Regions from separate parts of the Sus scrofa genome. Here region 2 is linked to region 1. A link is a contact called in public HiChIP or PLAC-seq data. All regions are on one chromosome and are shown on one strand. The core of a region is the stretch at or near the end of the contact, and the rest is flanking DNA. Distances in the headings are between cores, read along the strand shown. Region 1 overlaps TTC28 (tetratricopeptide repeat protein 28). Region 2 overlaps TTC28 (tetratricopeptide repeat protein 28).

Region 1 (4,244 bases), core at 990-3,489:
CCAAAATTCAATCAAATGTCACATTACTCTAAATTTCTCAGGCTCTTCCAGGAAATTTCGTGTTTATCTGTGTTCCTCTAACACTTTGTATATAGCACTTATTTGGTATTATAATTATTTAAAATTAGATCATAAATGCTAAAAATGGGCAGGATATGAAGCTTAGATTTTTTTTTGTGGCCGTATTATCTAGTGGCTAATAAGTGGCCACACTATGCATGTTATCTCGAGTAGATAAAGGACGATGAGAGCCAAGAACCATGGGAAATGCCAGGAACTAATAACTGGAGTCTGAAGTTCAAGTAGTTACTTACCTCTTCATATCCACTGTGTTCATTCATTTCTGCCTCGCTACATTCTTTAAGTCAAGGTATAACTCCTGCTACTTCTGATTCTATAGCTCGGATTCTGGGAATGATGGCAGCTTCTGTACACTTTATATTGGACCTTCACATTCCCATTGGTATAAATGATCTCTAAAACTATCTACTGCTTTAAAAGCTGAGATTCTATGATTTTTCCATGGAAAGGCAATGTATATGGAAGCTGAAACTTAAGTTCTAAAGGCTTTTAAATGAACCAAAAATATAATCAGCTTGAGAAATAGTTAAACCAGCAGGTGGTGATTAGGTTTTATGATACCATTTTAATTTTACTCCTTGTGGTTAGTAGGAATACTGAATTGAGTGGATGTTTCTCTCTCTCTCTCTCTCTCTTTTTTTTTTTTTTTGCATAGTCCTTTGCCTTATAGCTACATGAGACAGTCTGGCTAGCGGGCAAACTAAATAATATATTAACCTTACTGGATCTTTGTCCAAGAAGTTTATAAAGCATTGCTAAAATAAGGCCTTTTGTGCAGGTTTGAAGAACCCTAATATTTATTACTTTTTGGACAAGAAAATTACTAAGATATCACATTCTCTTTTAAGTACCTAAACTTAACAGTTTGTTCTCGTCTGCATTTATCTTCTAGTCTTAGAAAGCCAATATTAGTTTCACTTTTTAAGTATTCAAATAACAGTTTCCATAGAGAATATATGAAAGGCCTTTGTGATCTCTTCAACACACCTTTGAAGTGGCATAAAAGTCATGATAATAAAAGTCATTTCACTTATGGAATGCCTCCAGTGTGCTAACATTATACTTGGTGTAGCTTCCTCTGAAGTTTCATTGTTTAATTTAAAAGTCAGAAAGATAGGGCTTATTATTCCCATTTAGAAATAAAAAACTTAAAGAACAGAGGGGATAATTTGGCAAAGGTCCCACAGCAAGTGTGGGGTTTGATCCCAGAGCTGCCTGGATCTAAAGTCAGTGCTCTATATACTGTGTCATGCTGCCTGCCTCTCTAAAGAGAATGGATACAATTATTTAGGAAAGAGCTGAAGCTCTCATGTTTTTAAGTGACTAGGACAACTTGACCTTGTAACTGGAAAAAACTAGAATTCAGTGTATTTTACCCAAAGCTTCTTTTCATTCTCATTCACTTGTCCCCATTTGAACGCCCAGACACACCTAGAGACCGAATGCAGGGCAGAAGCATGGCTGCTCATAGACCACAGCCTAAACTTGCCCCTCTTCTCTAGCATGAAATCCACAAGAGGCTTAAGTATTTAAGACTCTCTTCAGCATAATTAATAATTTCATGGTGCCTTCAAAAAGTAGCTTTCATCGAGAACCATTTTCAGCTTGTTGTTTCAGAAATTCTTCTTAAGGCTCTCTCAGACACAGCAGAAAATGCATTTGTTGAATTGGATTAAAGCCGGAATGCGACTTTTAGTTGGTATTGCTGACTCAGCCTGTCCCCACTTGACTTTCAAACAGCCTTGTTAGATTCTGAATACAGGCTCTCAGTTTTCAACACGTTTCAGAAAGTGCTCCTTTCTGCCCTCCTTTGAAGAGTTAAGTTGCTCTGGGAAGTGAACACTTTCATTTTCTAGTAAAAATTGCATTGGTGCCATTTAAAATATTTCCAAGAGCAATTAAAAAGTGAAGTAAATGCTTTGTTGTTATGTGTCCAATGTGCTTGCAAAGCAAGTCCTCATCAGAACAACCCCAGTGGCAAAAAAAAGTAACAGATTTGTGTTCTTGAGCCAGAATGTCTGAGCTGGCCACTGATTTCAAACAACAGCAAATTCTGTAATTGACTTTCCCTGATTCAAATGGAAGGTCCCATCAAATCCATTATCTAATACCGACTAAGACAAAGATGGCTTGTAACGTGGCCCAGCTGTTGGAGTGCTCTGGAGGGAGATGTAATATGCTCTGTGACTCAGTAAGCAGAAGGTAATGGACTAAAAGTTATCAAGCCCTTCATAACAAGGAGATCTGGAGTTTAACCAGAAATTTCAGACTGTCAACCTTAACAAAACAGATGGTGTTCTCCAGTTCGTGGCACCATCCGGCGAGCTGGCATGTCTGCCTTGACAACTTCTGGTACTTCTTAAATGCCTGATGGAGAAAGACATTTTCTTTGTTATCAGTGAAGAACTCATACTACTTTTGTGTGTAACAAAGGGAGTAAGAAGCACCTGTGCACTAAATCTTTCTTTGAATTACTATTAGAATCTTTCTCCCCTATTCCCCTCTATCCTCCAGGGCAGTAGAATTCTACATAAGAATCCAGCTGAACTGTTCTTTTTCCTGGTAATATAGAAACCACTTGGATCATATGCCGATTTCTCTCCATTTTAATCACTAAGATGCCCCATTCACAAGTGGCCCCCCTTCACTGCCAATGTGATGGGATTTTACAGTGTTGTTTAGCTAGGGTGACTATATAATTTACCATGGGGACAGTCCCAGGTCCCACCAGGATATAGGCTATAGAGTCACCTATATCTAGCATGCTTGTAAAGAACCTGACTGCTAGAATCAGATGGCCAGATTTTGGATCCCAATTATATCACTAACTGGCTTTGTGACCTTGGACAAAATGCTTAGTTGCTCTCTGCCTCAGTTTCTTCATCTGGGAAATGGGCATAATTACAGCACCAATCTCTCAAGATTGCTGTGAGGATTGAGTGACTTAATATGTATAAAGCCTTTAGAACAATGCCTGACACATAAGAAACACTCAAAAATCTTTTAATCTTTATCATCATCATAGTTTTATATCATGTATGGGAAGATATTAAAAGAAAGGTACTGAAATACGTAGCCTCACCCTTCAGGATATTCTGATCTATTGAAAGTTGAAGGTGGTTATCGGGCGGCCTGCAATACATGTTGTTATTTGATCTCTTCATCTCTTTTTCCCCCAGCTTTATTGATATGTAACTTATACTTAACATTGTATAAGTTTAAAGTGTATAGTGTGATTATTTGATACACATGTATATTGAAGAATGTTTTACCACAATAAGATTAGTTAACACATCCTCTACCTCACATAATTACCATTTTGTGTTTGTTGTTTATGAGATCATTAAAGCCCTACTCTCATAGCAAGTTTCAAGTATGAAATATAGTATTATTAACCTTAGTCATCATGCTGCACATTAGATTTCATGAACTTACTCATCTTATATCTTAAAGTTTGTACCTTTTGACCAGCATCTCCCCATATCCCCCACGCTTTAGCTACTGGCGACTATTATTATACTGTTTCTATGGGTCTGATTGTTTTTAGACTATACATATAAGTGAGATTATATACTATTTGTCTTTTTCTGTATGACATTTCACTTAACATAATGTCCTTATGGTCCACCCATGTTGTCTCAGTGACAAAATTTCCTCCTTTTTTATGGCTGAGTAACGGCCCATTGTATATTTGTAAAATACATTTTGAAAATCCAACCATCCATTGATAGATACTTAAGTTGTTTCCATGTCTTCCCTATGGTAAATAGTATTGCAGTGATCATGGGAGATTGTGCCATCAGATATACGGTTTGCAGATATTTTCTCTCATTCCTTAGGTTGCCTTTTCATTTTGTTGATTGTTTCTTTTGCTGTGTATAATCATTTAGGTTGATGTAGTACCACTTGTTGGTTTTTGCTTTTTTGTTTCTTTCTGCTTTTAGCGTCATGTCCAAAATATTATTGCCAAGACTGATGTCACAGAGCTTTTTCTCTGTTTTTTTCCCAGGAGTTTTATGGTTTCAGATCTTATGTTTAAATCTTTAATCCATTTCCACCTGGTTTTTTTGTAAATAGTGTGATTTAGAGGTCCAGTTTCATTCTTTTGCATGCAGATACACAGTTTCTCCAACACCATTTACTGAAAAGACTATCATTTCCCC
Region 2 (4,244 bases), core at 644-3,143, 260 kb before region 1:
GAGTAATAAGTTACACATTGTTGGAACAATGGAGCGATGATGCATCAGTTGCTATTATTTTGAAAATCAGTTAGTATGTTAGTAGCTTAGGCTACCTATTAATTCCCAGCTATCAAAGTAGCCTCATGGTGGGATAAGAATTGCTAGGCCTGTTGGATGACAAATAATAGAATTATATAGTACTTTGTATTTGGAGATGTATCTCCTTAAATAGGATGGAATCATTTTACAGAAGATGAATGAAATCCAATTTCTATAACAATATTTTTTTATAATATTATTGCTAAATATAGAGGAGTGGAGTCCAGTCTTGATTAAAATTTTTATCTAGTCAAATACCTTAAATCTTTTTCCTTCAAAGTCACACTTTTAGATTTTATAGCCCTTTGGTTTAGAAATCTTTTCTATTCCTTTTTTTCTCCTGATATAATTCACAAATCTAGGTTGTTTGAAATGGTTTCCTGATTCGATAGGTCTGTTCTAGCTCTGATGCCTTGGAAGCTGCTGGGGGCCTCTGAAACTGTATGCTTGCTTTTACTTTTTTGCTTTGGAGCAGATGTCGTGGCACTAAGACCCAGAAACCATTTGCTCTGTGTGGCTGGAGCTGGGCAGGCTGTGCTTGCACTAAGGGAAGGAAGTCATTAGTGCAGACTGAGCTGTGGAGTTGGGTTCTTGCAGGATTTCCTTCCAGCCTTTCCCCACTAAGGTTCTTGGGAATTAAAAAAAAAAATCTAAACACACAAACCAAGTTTTCCTATTTACAGTGTTCAGGGAAGGTAGGCATTTCGGAAAGAGCAGATCCTTTCCCCAAGTTATCCAAGAAGGAAGAGAAAACAACAGCGTAAAGAAGCTCTGATTACAGATCTTTGGAATTTTCTTTGCTAAATTTTACAAACGAGAAATACACCCAGAATTTTGGGAATTGCTCCAGGCTGCGCGTGAGGGTTTGATTGCTTGTCTAATCTTTTTTGAGAAGAGGAGAATTCGCCAAAAGGGGTTTGGATGGCAGAAGCCCGGCTGGGTTTCTGCAGCAGCTTGCGTGCTCGATCTCTCTGAGGGAGGGTCTCTGTAGCCGGCTTGGAGACCCCCTGCCGCAGGCTTCTTTCGCAGACACTGGCCTGAGGGGAAAATGCTCCGCTCTGGCTGGAGTACGCTGGTTGCTGCTGGGACTTCCTAGCCCGGTGGGAAGTGTGATCGTGGTTTGGGGATACTTTCCATTGAACTGAAGGCGAAAAGACTGGACTCTCCTGGGCTTTCTCCCTTCACAGTGAATATGGGAAAGAATTAGGGGGTGGGAGGGAGGCAGCATGACTTGCAGTCGCGGCTGCCCTGCATCTGCCCCCAGCCCCCAGCCAGCATCTTGATGTTCCACGTATCGGCTGTACAAATATGATGAAATGGCAGCCCCGGAAGAAGGTAAGTGTCCCGGAATGGGGACGGGGCCCTGATGCCCGACTCAGGGAGGGGTGACAGGGGGCGGTTGCCCTCGGGCCCCTCCACCCCTTCCATAGTTTGCTGGCCGGGCAGGTCCAAGCAGATCTGTCCCTTTAGGTCTTAGGCCAGTCCCTTAGGGACGAGTTTACCAAGTCTGGTCTGCATCCACTGCCCTCTTAAGTTTTTCCTTCTTGGTATGCTGGGACTCTCAAGGGTGACAGCTCAGAAACATCCCTCTGCTTTAGAAGCCTGGCGGAACCAGCGACACATTAGCTTTGCAGGAGCCAGTCAAGAGCTGCCAGGGTCTAAGGACTCGGTGGCGCCTCGTCTATGGGGGCCATTTGGGGCTGTATCCCCGGCACATTCCAGTGTCCCCTCAGGTGGCTTTGTAGCACCTACTTCCCCAAGGGGTTAATAGGCTCTGAGCCGCTGGCAGCCGCTTCCCCAGGGCCCCGCTGGGGGGCGAGCATCCCTAGTACAACCGCCCAGCAGCTGGTTCCCGGGCAGGGGGGCTGAGGGGCCTCCAGTGTGAGGGCCGGGGGCTGGGCCTTCTGCCCGCGGGGCTCCTGGGCGCCGCGTGGGCCCGCATTGAGTGCACGCGCCGGCCATTGTCACGGGTGTGTGTGCGTGTCAGCGTGCACGGGCGTGTGTGCATCGATCGTGGGGAAGAGGGGGAGGGGGCACTTTGCTTTTTGTGAGATTATTTCCTAATATGGCTCCTTTGTTGAGAACTCAAGGAAAAAAAAAATCCAGTGGTTCTATGAAAATAAATTGCTATTGGTCCCAGAAATAACGTTTCTAAATGTGGGACCGGTCGCTACCCCAGGACGTTCAGGGAGAAAGACAGCTTTCTTCAAGTTGTTGGCGGCTGTAGCTTTGGTTAGGGCTCCCTTTTGCTAACTTGTCTGTCTGGCGCTGTTAGGTGAACCTAGTGGTTCCCTGCATAGCAGGACTTTTCCCCCTTCTTCAAATACCTCATTTGGCCGTGGTTTTTATTGACATTCTTCCGAAGGAAAACATAGCAAACTGAATGTGCTGTGCCCCTCCCCAGCAGTGACCTGTCTCTGTTAGCAGCTGCCTGGTGTTTTACTTTAACTAGCTAAACTGACTCTTTCTTTGTGGCATGATGTGTGATACCATGTTTTACATCAGAGATGAAATAGAAATCATGTGTGAAATGCATAAGAAGATATTGTGCATTTGTTTTATTACTAGAAAATCTAACAAACCCTCCTTCAGTACAGCCTGGTGAATTGAAAGATTTTTTTTTTTTTTTTTGATATCTAATTTGCTGCCTGAAACGAAGTCATTTCTACCTCATTCTGAAGTCAGAATCTCTCATATATTAGTTCTTATCATGGAGCTTCTTTCAGTGAGATTGGTTTCATTTATTTCAGTTAGATCAATACGTCTCCCCCCCCCCCATAAAAATCAGTTAGGATGAGGAGAACCCATAGAAGTAACCATATAATTAAGCAATTAAACAGATGCTGTGTATTCCTGAAGCCCTAACTCCAATTTCTTCTGTATTTGTAAATTACATATTTATGAGTACTTTTAAGATGTCTGCAAACTATACATTCATAAATGTCTGTTTTCTCTATTGTACCCAATATGCAGTAACTCATGTGGTTATGTCTGTGGAAACCCCTCTGGGTACTGGTATTGCTTGAACCACGGAAGTATTATTCTTGGCAGTCAGGTGTATTTCTGGACTCTGGAAGATTCTGTTTCAAGTGTTAGGATTCACTCTGCAGTATTTACTCACTCTCCGATGCTTAAATTGCTATACCAGAAGGTTGTGTTTATTCACTGTGTTCATAATCCCAAATCATCATGTTATAAGGATCCAGATATCCAAATTCTGCAAAGTTCATGGAAGATTAAAAAATAAGCTGAGCCATCAAATACTGTGTGATAATTTGGTGATGGCTTGAGAACCATTCCTCCTTCTTCTGCATGGGATTGGAATCTTCCTTGAAAGAGTATTCAACTTGGGTAGGGCACCAGTAAGCCTTTGCAAAGATTAGGTTCATTTTTTCACTCTTGCAAGAATATTCACATGATCAGATCATGTCGTGGTTTCTGGCTGGGTCTGCTAACACATTTGTAGTGGTAGAGTCACATGCCATGTGTTTAGTCAAACTGTTTCATAAAAACCATTTACACTGCAGATGATAAGTGATACTGCTTTGATGTGATTTTAACAAAGCTAGGAAGATCATCTTAGAATGCCGCCCCAAGCAGCATTTGCTATAACTAGGCTTATGACTAAGATTGGTTGGTAACTTGTTATGGTGCTCTGTCAGCTGCTACCAGTGCTGACTTTTGTAAATTCTGGACTCACTGTAAGAGAATGACCGTAGGTTCTAGGTTTCTTTGTTTCTAACTGAGCATGCAGTGGTGGTACAGGATTAAAGGGCTGAAGGGGAGCTCTTTACTCTTATTTCCTCTGCTTATTTTCTGGGTTTAAATAAATACTAACATTTAAGATAATAGGCTCTGGAGTATTCAATTAGAGTTTGCTACCTTTTCACAGAGAAGCCACCGGAACATGGTTAATCATGTTAGCCATAGCTTTGCTCCCTCACTTCTGGGTACTAACACCAAGATGCTCTTCTTCCCACTCCTTCTTGAAGAAACACAGTGATTTTATCTACCCCTGAATTCCTAGAGCATGTAGAATCTATGCCCTTTTAGGCTGGTTGTCCTTTACTGATAGTAACCATTTTTTTTATCTTAGCTTCAAGCTCCTTGAGTTCAGAAACCATACTTTAGACCTCTTTTTGGTGCCAAGGATAATATACTTG

Evidence for each region. HiChIP or PLAC-seq counts read pairs in DNA pulled down with a chosen protein or histone mark.
Region 2: a contact with region 1 is called in an H3K27ac HiChIP or PLAC-seq map of skeletal muscle, with 4 times the contacts expected there. The contact joins two enhancer-like sites. A contact is called at or near these places in 2 of 47 Hi-C or Micro-C datasets (embryonic fibroblasts and skeletal muscle) and 1 of 2 datasets of contacts at active chromatin or transcription factors (skeletal muscle).

What each region holds. Positions count from the first base shown.
Region 1 is chr14:45,471,211-45,475,454 of Sscrofa11.1, reverse strand. All of the region lies in intron 6 of TTC28 (tetratricopeptide repeat protein 28), which reads left to right. Among named protein-coding and RNA genes, the nearest start is that of PITPNB, 220 kb to the right of the region's middle. Within about 2 kb of position 2,239, at least 8 of the 83 cell types and tissues checked have an H3K27ac peak or open chromatin away from gene starts, as enhancers often do. A contact at or near this core is called in skeletal muscle, where this site is marked.
Region 2 is chr14:45,734,065-45,738,308 of Sscrofa11.1, reverse strand. All of the region lies in intron 2 of TTC28 (tetratricopeptide repeat protein 28), which reads left to right. It also overlaps a transcript of CHEK2 not described here. Among named protein-coding and RNA genes, the nearest start is that of TTC28, 190 kb to the left of the region's middle. Within about 2 kb of position 1,893, at least 62 of the 83 cell types and tissues checked have an H3K27ac peak or open chromatin away from gene starts, as enhancers often do. A contact at or near this core is called in skeletal muscle, where this site is marked.